Linked DNA regions of Mus musculus: regions 1 and 2 are each linked to region 3. Evidence: chromatin contacts called from public HiChIP or PLAC-seq and Micro-C data. All regions are on one chromosome and are shown on one strand. Each heading gives the region's core, a stretch centred on a gene start, on an enhancer-like site or on the middle of the called end of the contact. The rest is flanking DNA. Distances are from core to core; before and after follow the strand shown.

The links. Hi-C and Micro-C count contacts between places; a contact is called where the count stands out from the background. HiChIP or PLAC-seq counts read pairs in DNA pulled down with a chosen protein or histone mark.
Region 1: a contact with region 3 is called in a FOXA1 HiChIP or PLAC-seq map of pancreatic cancer cells. The contact joins two enhancer-like sites. A contact is called at or near these places in 3 of 115 datasets of contacts at active chromatin or transcription factors (embryonic stem cells, extraembryonic endoderm stem cells and pancreatic cancer cells).
Region 2: a contact with region 3 is called in a Micro-C map of embryonic stem cells, with 7 times the contacts expected there. The contact joins two enhancer-like sites. A contact is called at or near these places in 3 of 484 Hi-C or Micro-C datasets (all in embryonic stem cells), 9 of 115 datasets of contacts at active chromatin or transcription factors (acute myeloid leukemia, embryonic stem cells, extraembryonic endoderm stem cells and 1 more) and 1 of 9 other capture datasets (embryonic stem cells).

Annotation. Positions count from the first base shown.
Region 1 is chr8:68,082,297-68,085,314 of GRCm38.p6, forward strand. It overlaps a transcript of Psd3 not described here. Among named protein-coding and RNA genes, the nearest start is that of Psd3, 110 kb to the left of the region's middle. Within about 2 kb of position 1,460, at least 96 of the 459 cell types and tissues checked have an H3K27ac peak or open chromatin away from gene starts, as enhancers often do. A contact at or near this core is called in pancreatic cancer cells, where this site is marked.
Region 2 is chr8:68,419,103-68,422,337 of GRCm38.p6, forward strand. The region is part of intron 4 of Csgalnact1 (chondroitin sulfate N-acetylgalactosaminyltransferase 1); the gene reads right to left. Among named protein-coding and RNA genes, the nearest start is that of 1700125H03Rik, 52 kb to the left of the region's middle. Within about 2 kb of position 1,604, at least 10 of the 459 cell types and tissues checked have an H3K27ac peak or open chromatin away from gene starts, as enhancers often do. A contact at or near this core is called in embryonic stem cells, where this site is marked.
Region 3 is chr8:69,025,826-69,029,006 of GRCm38.p6, forward strand. No RefSeq gene overlaps it. Among named protein-coding and RNA genes, the nearest start is that of Gm33103, 25 kb to the left of the region's middle. Within about 2 kb of position 1,781, at least 43 of the 459 cell types and tissues checked have an H3K27ac peak or open chromatin away from gene starts, as enhancers often do. A contact at or near this core is called in embryonic stem cells and pancreatic cancer cells, where this site is marked.

The DNA of each region.
Region 1 (3,018 bases), core at 210-2,709, 940 kb before region 3:
GTTGACATTGCTGAGCAGTATTTAATACCAGCTTTCACCATCACTCATGTCTTAACAAGTGCAATGGTTGGTTAGTCCTGCAATAGAAGCAATGACTTTAAAATAGGTAATGACAGATATACAGTCCTCTATTATAGGACTATGGTGAACACTTGTCTTAGATCAAGAGAGGTCTCTGCCTGTAGAATGCCTGGATAATTAAGGGTTAAATTTTATGACTGGCAGCCCTGGGGCAAACAGCTGCCAGCAATTACATTTTTTCAGTGATTCTCTACAAACCACCACTCTCTGCCTCTCTGGGGCTCCCTGCCAGCAGGACTTTTATTCCTATGGAAATGTAGCCATAAATCTCTTCAGGAAGCAGAAAATAAGCTAGGTGCTTGAGTAGACAAGGTACTTAAGAACATAAGCACACACACACACACACACACACACACACACACAGAGAGAGAGAGAGAGAGAGAGAGGGGGGGGGGAAGAGAGAGAGAGATGCAATGGCAGTCAGCTTCTGATTATCTATTGACAAACTTCACTGTGGATTTCAAGCCTTGAGGTGCCTCTCAACCCTGGCAGCTCCCTGAGTTCTAGGCTACTCCCCCAGGACCTCTAGGGTATAGCAAAGCTGATTCAGACTACAGATTTCATTACACACAGGGATTTGGGATCCCTGAACTAGAGGGGCCATTAAATACATGTAACAATATTATTTATATGATAAAATTCCTCCACTGGGGATTGGTGCCCTGGCTAGGCATCACCTCTCTTCCTGGAGCTTTTCCAGTAGTAAAACCCTGGGAGTGGGAGTGAGCAGAGAACAAATGAATGGAGGAAAAGACATTGATAAGAGAGCTGAGGGCTGGCAGAGGGGGGAGGGGTGGAGCAAACAGCTTTTGCTCCGCCTAAGTTGTACTGTTGAGCCCTAAGGGCAGAGCCTGATTCATTGCTGTTCTCTACGACCTTACATAACACCTGGCACAAGGAAGTACTCAGAAGCAATGTGGTGAGTGATATGAATTAATCAGCAAGATCTGTCCCTCTCCTCCCTATGGACAGAAACATGTTAGCAAAACGACCACAATACTTGTACTCCGGGAGAAACTGACATAATACCCTGTCCTAGGAGCCAAGTTTTAGACTGGTAGGCTTTCTGGTCTGATGATTCTGGTGGCAGATAATGTCTACTCACCTTCAAGTTTGGTCACTGAATGTCTTTGGCTTAGACTTGTTGAAAAAATGAAATACTATGCAAATTTGCTTTCTATCCTTCGTTATGCAGTAGCCCTGGCTTGCCCAAACCTAGAAACAAGTAGCATGCACATTCAAAGACTTCAAAGAGCTAGGGCAGCCGGCTTCTGATTCATTCTCCAGAAGTCTCTGCCAGAAGTAGCAGTCAGGGTGAGGCCAATGGGCTTGTTGGCTTCCCCCTGGGACTGAAATAAAACAGCAAGCCTGGTGAGACAGTGGAACCAGTCTTCTCGGCTCTTCAAAGAGGCCCGGTTCCACTCTCTCCTCCAGGGCACATAGTCCTGGCAGATCTATTGCCTGAAAACAGAAGAGCACCTGGAGACACTTTTATAGGATCCTTTTATGAGGGCAGTGTGTTCTTTTATCCCCCTCCCCCTGCTGGTTAAAGTCCACACCTTTGAAAGGCAGATTTCTAAAGAAATGGTTGCAGCTTTGAGCGCAATAAAAAGCAGTGAGTTTGTGAAGATGGATGGATAAAAGAGCCTAATAGTACTCAGCCATTGAATGAATAGTTTATGTACTCTGCATGGTTTAATTACCAATGTGCTAGCTTATGAAGAACGAGTACTGGCTTAAAATCAGCAAGTGGCCAATAAACACGGAACTGTGAAATGTTTGTTGAGCTGCAAGCTGGCAGGATAGAATGTGATTATGAATCTCTAAGTAGATCCATTCACAAAATAAAGAAGACCAACATTGTTTATTCTGCACGGGCAGGGGAACAAGGAAGTATAACCGGGTCTTCTCATGTCACATAAACTTGGGACTGCTGCACAAGATGCCATTTTCCTTGGACCGCTAAAGAGAAATATGATAGAAATAAGCTTTACCAACAGCAATTCATTTTCTCAGGGTTCTGGAGGCAGCAAGTGTCAGCAGGCTTGATCGCTTGAGGCTTCTTTACTTTGCTTGCCAATGGATGTACCCTGTGCCACATCAGGGTCACACTTGATGCATGTACGCCCTGGCTACTCTCTAATTCTTGATCTTCTTGCCATAGCCTACTGAATATGGAGATTGCAGGTGACTTCAGTCAGCTTGCATTAGTGCTACCTCTGGTGACCTCAGTTTCCCTCACCTCTTCACAAACCTCATCTTCAAACACATTTACATGTGTTAGTTAGTATAGGAACATGAATTGGAGGGAGCACAATTGACTCTCCAAAAGCTTCTAAACTGAGGTGTTCTTTTTAAAGAAGAGAGAAAAATATCTCCCACAACTGTAGTCTTACTCACAAACACAACAGTTGCACTCCTTATGCCTCTGAGTCACCGTGAGCCTCTAAGACTCTACCTGGGAGTTGTGTGACCCTTTCACAGGGGGCGCATATTAGATATACTGCATATTAGATGTTCATGTTACCATTTATAATAGTAGCAAAGTTAGAGTAATGAAGAAGCAACAAACATAATTTTAGGGTTGGAGTTCACCACAACATAAAAAACTATATAAAAGGGCCCCATATTTGGAAGATTGACAACCACTGCCCTAAAGTAAAACTCTCTGTCTTTGATCCATCTCTGATGCATGTCAGCTTGCTTGTTAATTGATTGTTTGCCATTAATAATGCTTAAAAAACTATTACAAGAGAAGGTGATGTGTTTATAAAAAGATAAAGAGGTATAAGAATATGTTCTATGGGGGTGTGGCGAGGTGTGGGGGAAGGGAGCGCCTCAGCTAGCCCATTCCAAGGCATCCTTTCCCCATGAGGGACCAGCCACACGATGGTATAGTATAGAATAGTTTATTCTGGGCATGGGGAGGGGAGTCAA
Region 2 (3,235 bases), core at 354-2,853, 610 kb before region 3:
TATTATCTGTGGTCCACTACTGTCTTCTATCCAGCCACTGGCTACCAAAATAGCAGATGCATGTCTGAACTGAGATTTATATTTACCATCACTCATACCTGGCTTTCCAACCATGTTCACAAATACTATCTTGATTTTTTAACATATTTTTCAAATAGATAAGCTTTTTCTTGTTGCATCTGGGTGACTATAGCCCTTTGAAGATTGAAATAAGTAACTTAATCAAGGTTATACACAATGTGTTCACAGCTGGATGGACATACAATTGTGAATTTAAGAGCCATATCATGGTTCATTTCTTCCAAGTAGATCAACATTACCATAAAAAGATATTTTTTTAGTGCTTTTCTGTTCTTTATCATTGAAACTGACTTTTGATAATAGAAAAAATTTATGATGCTTCAAAAAGCTAACCAACTCAGTAGAGTATATCAGAAAGCCCGTTGCAAAATTCATCCTTAAAAAGTAATACAATCTATTGTTGATTCATTGATGTCAATATTTATTTGTCTTTCAGATAGGGTTTATAGTAATATATCATTCTTCTAAGAGATACTTTGAAGAGTAAATCAATACATGTAAAATATGCAAATCTGGTGGATAAGCAGTACTCATCAATGCCAGCATCAGCATGATAAATGCCATTGCTGTGATCATGTCTTTCTAGGCTGTGCCATTAGTCATTGAATGTCTAATTGCTTTAGTCACATAGGCCAAGACTTCAGAAAAATCATGTAATATATAAGAGGAACATGTGGAGAGCACATGAGGTCTGTGTTCTTGCTCTGAGGCATGCTAGTGTTTGGCAGGTGGCATCCTGAAGTAGAGAGGTACAAAGGCCATCCATGGCACTTGACCCTGGTGCCAGACAGGTAGGTAGAGGTGGGAAGGATCCCAGTAGTGACCAAGTGTGGCAGTCATGTGTCTAGAAACACTAGCACAGCCAGCATTCTCCTTACCTCCATGCACAGCTGTGGACTGCTGCTGTGACCCACCAGGCTCTGGGAGAGTTCCTTCTCATGTGTGCTAGAAAGGGCGTTGAATTGAAAGCCCACCCAGGATTGCATGGAACAAGCCCTCAGAGGCTGTTGTATCCTGAGAATACTGGGTGTAGTGAGTGCTAACACTGGTGGGAGAGGAGGACAGGATGCCAGCTGTCCTTTACCAGCTGTTGTTAACTGAGCTAAGAGTCCAGTTTGGGGGTGGGGGTGGGGGGGTCCAGCTGTACCTCTAGCCTGGCCAACCTCCCACTGGTCCCCAACTGCCATCCCCATACTCCTTGCCTCCAGACATCAGCTGGCCTGGTGCCTTAGGCTCTGATGAGTTGAACTGATCCTGTTCCTTCTGCCCCTTGACCACTCAATAGCATTCAGTACAAGACTCCAACCCCAAACTGAAACCAAAAAACAGGTACAGGGAGCCTCCTTTGAGTGCTTTTGTTTATACTGGGAAATGTGGTCCACACCCAACCCTCCACCCATTTAACCTTTTCTGGGAAAAGAATCACAAAGGACTCCAACTGAGAGGTACAATATCTGGGCATTGTTTTTTTGCTATAGCCCAGAGATAGCTTCTGAGCCAACCCAGATCCTGAGGAGATCACTGACCCAAAGCTTCAAAGGTCTGCAAAGACACCTGTGAGCTTCACCCCAAGCCGGCTAGGGCTGCCCCCTCCAGGAGGCTTTGAGGATATGTGTGGCAACAGAGACTTCTCAAGACTTTGAGCCTTCTGCTGACCATAAATATTAAAACATGTTTATCAGAGCAAAGCAGCTCTGCCTGGTGATTGTGTGGGTAGGTGGGACAAAAGCCAACTTAATAGGCCCTTCAAAGATTAGCTAGAAACTGAGAGGAAGGGAAACCTGCATTTGTTGAGGGGAACCTGCCTAGGAGAAATCTGTTTCCAGGTGAATCCAGTAAGGGCCCAGTGATCATCGCACTGCCCGGTAGGGTAAACGAAGGGCAAGCTCTGTTATTACAATGTGTCCAGAAGGCTGAATTCACGCACTGGGGAGGATGTGTCCCTACACTGCCTCCAGGATCTTGAGGCCCACCTTAACCCCAAGGTACGCTCCAGGCACGCATGCTTCTAAGAGAAACTGCTTTTGACCCACTGCTACCAGCCTTGGCTTAGCATTGCTGTCCGGAGACCACGCCTCCGGTGGGGTTCTCCATCTCCCTGGAACCCAGACTGGCCATTGGCTGCTCTCAGTTCTCCGCCCCGATATGTCATGAAATTCACTTTTAATTCATAATATTACCTGAAAATGTTGAAACGTTGGTTCTTTCGTCTTTGTCACTTGCCTTTCTAATTATCACTTTCCTCTTTAATCATCCATACTGATTAGCAAAAATTCTGTTTATTATTAAATATTATAACAGTATGTTTGCTCACAATCACTAATACAATTAGAATAGATCACTTCCCTCTGCCAGATGCACTGAGTCTCCTGACTCTTCCAGACAAACTTCTGAGGTTGGCCAGCATCCATGCCAGACAGTCTCAGTTTAGTCCTGGTTCTTATACTTTGTACCTTAAACAAGCTACTTAATAGCCTAGAATTTCTACTTTTTGGGCTTAAAGAACTGGATCCCTTTAAATCCTCAAAGCATCAACATCAACTGCTTTGTGCTTCAAGGAAAGTCACAAATTAAATCTCTTGTGTTTGACTGAGTCATTTAATTAGCTCCTGGTAGGAGTTCATTTTAGTTTTACAAATAAGATATATAGTTTAGAGTCTCTGGTTTTATGTGGAGTTCCTTGATCACTTGTACTTGAGGTTTGTACAAGGAGATAAGAATGGATAAATTCGCATTCATCTACATGCAAACCGCCAGTTGACCCTGCACCATTAGTTGAGGATGCTGTCTTCTTTCCACTGGATGGTTTTAGCTCCTTTGTCAAAGATCAAGTGACCGTAGGTGTGTGGGTTCATTTCTGGGTTTTCAATTCTATTCCCTTGATCTACCTGTCTGTTGCTGTACCAGTACCATGCAGTTTTTATCACAATTGCTCTGTAGTACAGCTTGAGGTCAAGCATGGTGATTCCACCAGAGGTTCTTTTATCGTTGAAAATAGATTTTGCTATCCTAGGTTTTTTGTTATTCCAGATGAATTTGCAAATTGCTCCTTCCAATTCGTTGAAGAATTGAGTTGGAATTTTGATGGGGATTGCATTGAATCTGTACTTTGCTTTCAGCAAGATAGCCATTTTCACTATGTTAATCCTGCCAA
Region 3 (3,181 bases), core at 531-3,030:
TCAGGGAAGCTTCCTCCTGCAACAGATAGAGAACGAGACAGGACAAAGACCCATAGCCAGACAGTATGAGAGTGAGTAACCTTGGAATGCTCAGCCCCAAGAGATTGTCTCTATCACATCCTCCCCTTGGGGCTCAGTAAACTCTCAGAGTAGGAAGCAGAAAGAGTGTAAGAGCCAGAAAGGATGGAGGACACCAAGAAAACAAGGCCCTCTAAATCAACAGGACCTTCACACATGAACTCACAGAGACTAAAGCCACAGCCACCGTGTACCAGCTCTTTCATCCAGCTGAGAAGAGAAGTGGATACAAGCCCCACTGGAACCCAGCAGCTGTCTCTAATTGATAACCACTTTGCAAATAAAAATAAAATTTGTTTCCTCGGAGGGAGTCTCACTGGGGAAACAAACCTCTCTTAAGGGTAGGCCCCATGGCCAGCAGTAGACGGCCGACACAAAACAACTCAGAAGCATCTTTGGAGGCTTCTTGTCTCGTAATGTCCTGATTAGGGCTTTTCCTCTTCTTCTTCTTCTTTTTTTTTTTTTAATTTTATCTTGTTTTTTATTTTTATTTTATTTTGTCTCCCCAACCCAGGTCCTTCGCATATATACTAGGTTTCCAGTTTATTGTTTTTGTTTTTTTTTTCTTATTGTTTTTGGTTTTTGAGGCAGTGTTTCTGTGTAGCCCTGGCTGTCCTGCAGCTCATATAGATTAGCTGGCTTCAAACTCAGAGATCTGCTTTACTCTGCCTCCTGTGTGCTGGGATTAAAAGTGTGTGCCACCACATCTGGCCAGTTTACTGGTTTTATGAGATTCTGAGTATGCAAATAACAAGTGGATCTATTTCTTATGCTTTTAATTTTTTTTGTGTGTGTGAAGAGCTCTTTTCTTCTGTTTTGTGTTTTGTCCTATTCCAATGTTAGCTTTGGTTTTATCTTATTATATTTTTTTACTATCCCTTAAAGGTCCCTTTGTTTTCTAATAAACAACAGAAATGGAATAGATCCAGCTGGGAAAGGAAGTGGGAAGGGCTGAGGAGGAGGAAGAAGAGGAAGAAGAGGAGGAGAGGAGGAGGAAGAAGAAGAGGAGGAGGAGGAGGAGAGAAAACTTTTATCAGGACACATTATGTGAGAAGATAATCTATTTTAAATAAAAAGGAAATGCCAAAATTAATTAATTAATTAATTAATTAATTAATTAATTAAAAACAAAAAATAAAAGTATATAATTCTCTGATTTTTCTTAAGCTTTCATCCTCTTTACATACATGCATGTGTGTATATGTCTGTATTTATTTTTCTATTGCTACTAGAACAAATCCTACAAACTCAGTGGCTTAAAACAATACATCTTTTTCAAAACTCTTACTGTTCTGTAGAATAGAAATCCAAAATAAATGTCGCTGGGCTAAAATCCACGAGATGGCAGGAGGCACTCTTCTGCAGGATCAGAGTTCTGAAGAATCTGTGTCTGCGCTTTTCCCAGCTATCTGAGACCCCCATGTTCTCACAGCCCCTTCCACCTTCAGAATCCTTCTGACCCTTCTCTGGCCACACTTCACACTCGCACATTGGCTGGGACAGGTTCCCTTCCCTTAAAGATTCCATTTCTTAGATACAATCTGTCTCCTTCTCTCCCCCGCCCCCAACCCAACCCCAGAATCTGAAGACATATAATCACACCTGTAAATTTCCATGTTGTTGAGGCTCAGGCAAAGATACCCTGGGATGGTGCTTTGATCCACTATCAGGCCTGAGAAGTTGCTCAGAATGCAGGTTCCTCTGACCTTGTCTGCTTTCTCTCCTGAGCACAGGAACAGGCTCACTCTGGAACTCACTTATCTGACCAAAGGGAGAAGTGCAATTGTCTTAAAAACCTCTCCCTAAGCATCCCATCAAATAACCAGGGAAGATTAACTACTGGGGACAGAGACTAGCCATCTCCACACCTCCTGCCCAGACAGCTTTTCCAGTTTTTCCTCTCTAGCACATGGATGAACTCCAGCGCTGAGCTGCACCTCCAGCCTCCCCACCCCCTTGCCTTTTCATCTATTCTTCTGAGGACAACTCCTGGAGATTGCTCAAGAGCCTTTATCTACCCACCCCGCCAACCTTTGTTCCTCTCGCACATTCCTTTCCCTACCTCTCCCACTGCTTGCTGACAACACCCTCCCCTCCCGAGGATTCCAAGCTTCTCCCTATCCGAGTCTCCTTTCTTCTCTACAGCTGGAGAATTATGAAAGACTTGACCATCAGATCCTTTAGAGGAGACTAATCCTTTGTTCTGGTTTTGCCCAGTCATACACTCCCTCCTCTGCTCCTTGCAGCAACACGGGACAGCCAGAGTAAGTTTGTTACTAAGACACATAAAGGCTTTTCCATGGCAGACACCATCCAGATTAAGTCTGGACTCTAGGCTTCTGTCCATTGTATATATCTTGGTTATCTCCTAAAGGAATGTGCCAGAAACAATCTACCAATGTCTACCAAACATTACTCAAAAGCAGACAGCATTAACAAGGATAACTGGCTTAAAAGAGAAGGTGCTCAGACTTGGGAGCCAAGTTGGTCTGAGTTCAATAAGGCTCTGCTATTTGTTGTACGAGAAGTGACTATCTGAAATCAAGCTGATCATTTTACATCTGACTCAGTTTTTCATCTGCACAATGGTACCATCATGCCAAATCCAGCAGGATGAAGTGAGAGGCCCTTTAAGAGTACCACATATCATGAAGTTCTAACTGAAAAGGAATCTTAGTTGAGAAATGGATGAAAGTCAATATTTCTTTGAAAGTCAACACAATTAATTAATGGGGACAGAACGCAGAGGTTTGTAGGAGTGGGTGAGTCACCGGGAAGAAGTGTGAGGAGACTGTTGTCTTTGAAGGCTTACAAGTGTATGCTTTCTTTATCAGAAAAGTATATATATATATATATAAAACAAATTTATCAGTACTCACTCAAAACTTACACATGTTGGATGTGTTACACTCCAATTATTTAAAAAAAAATTGAAGAGGAGAGAAGCAAAGGAGAAAAGAGTATTTTCCCAAAAAACACTTGGGAAGCTGGGAAGCTGGGTGGGTGAGGAAATCTTAGCTCGGGAGACAAGACAATGATCTCAGCTCTCTAACCCTGCCCACCACACCCTTCTAAGTGTCCTTGTACCACTTGTGGGTTTTGG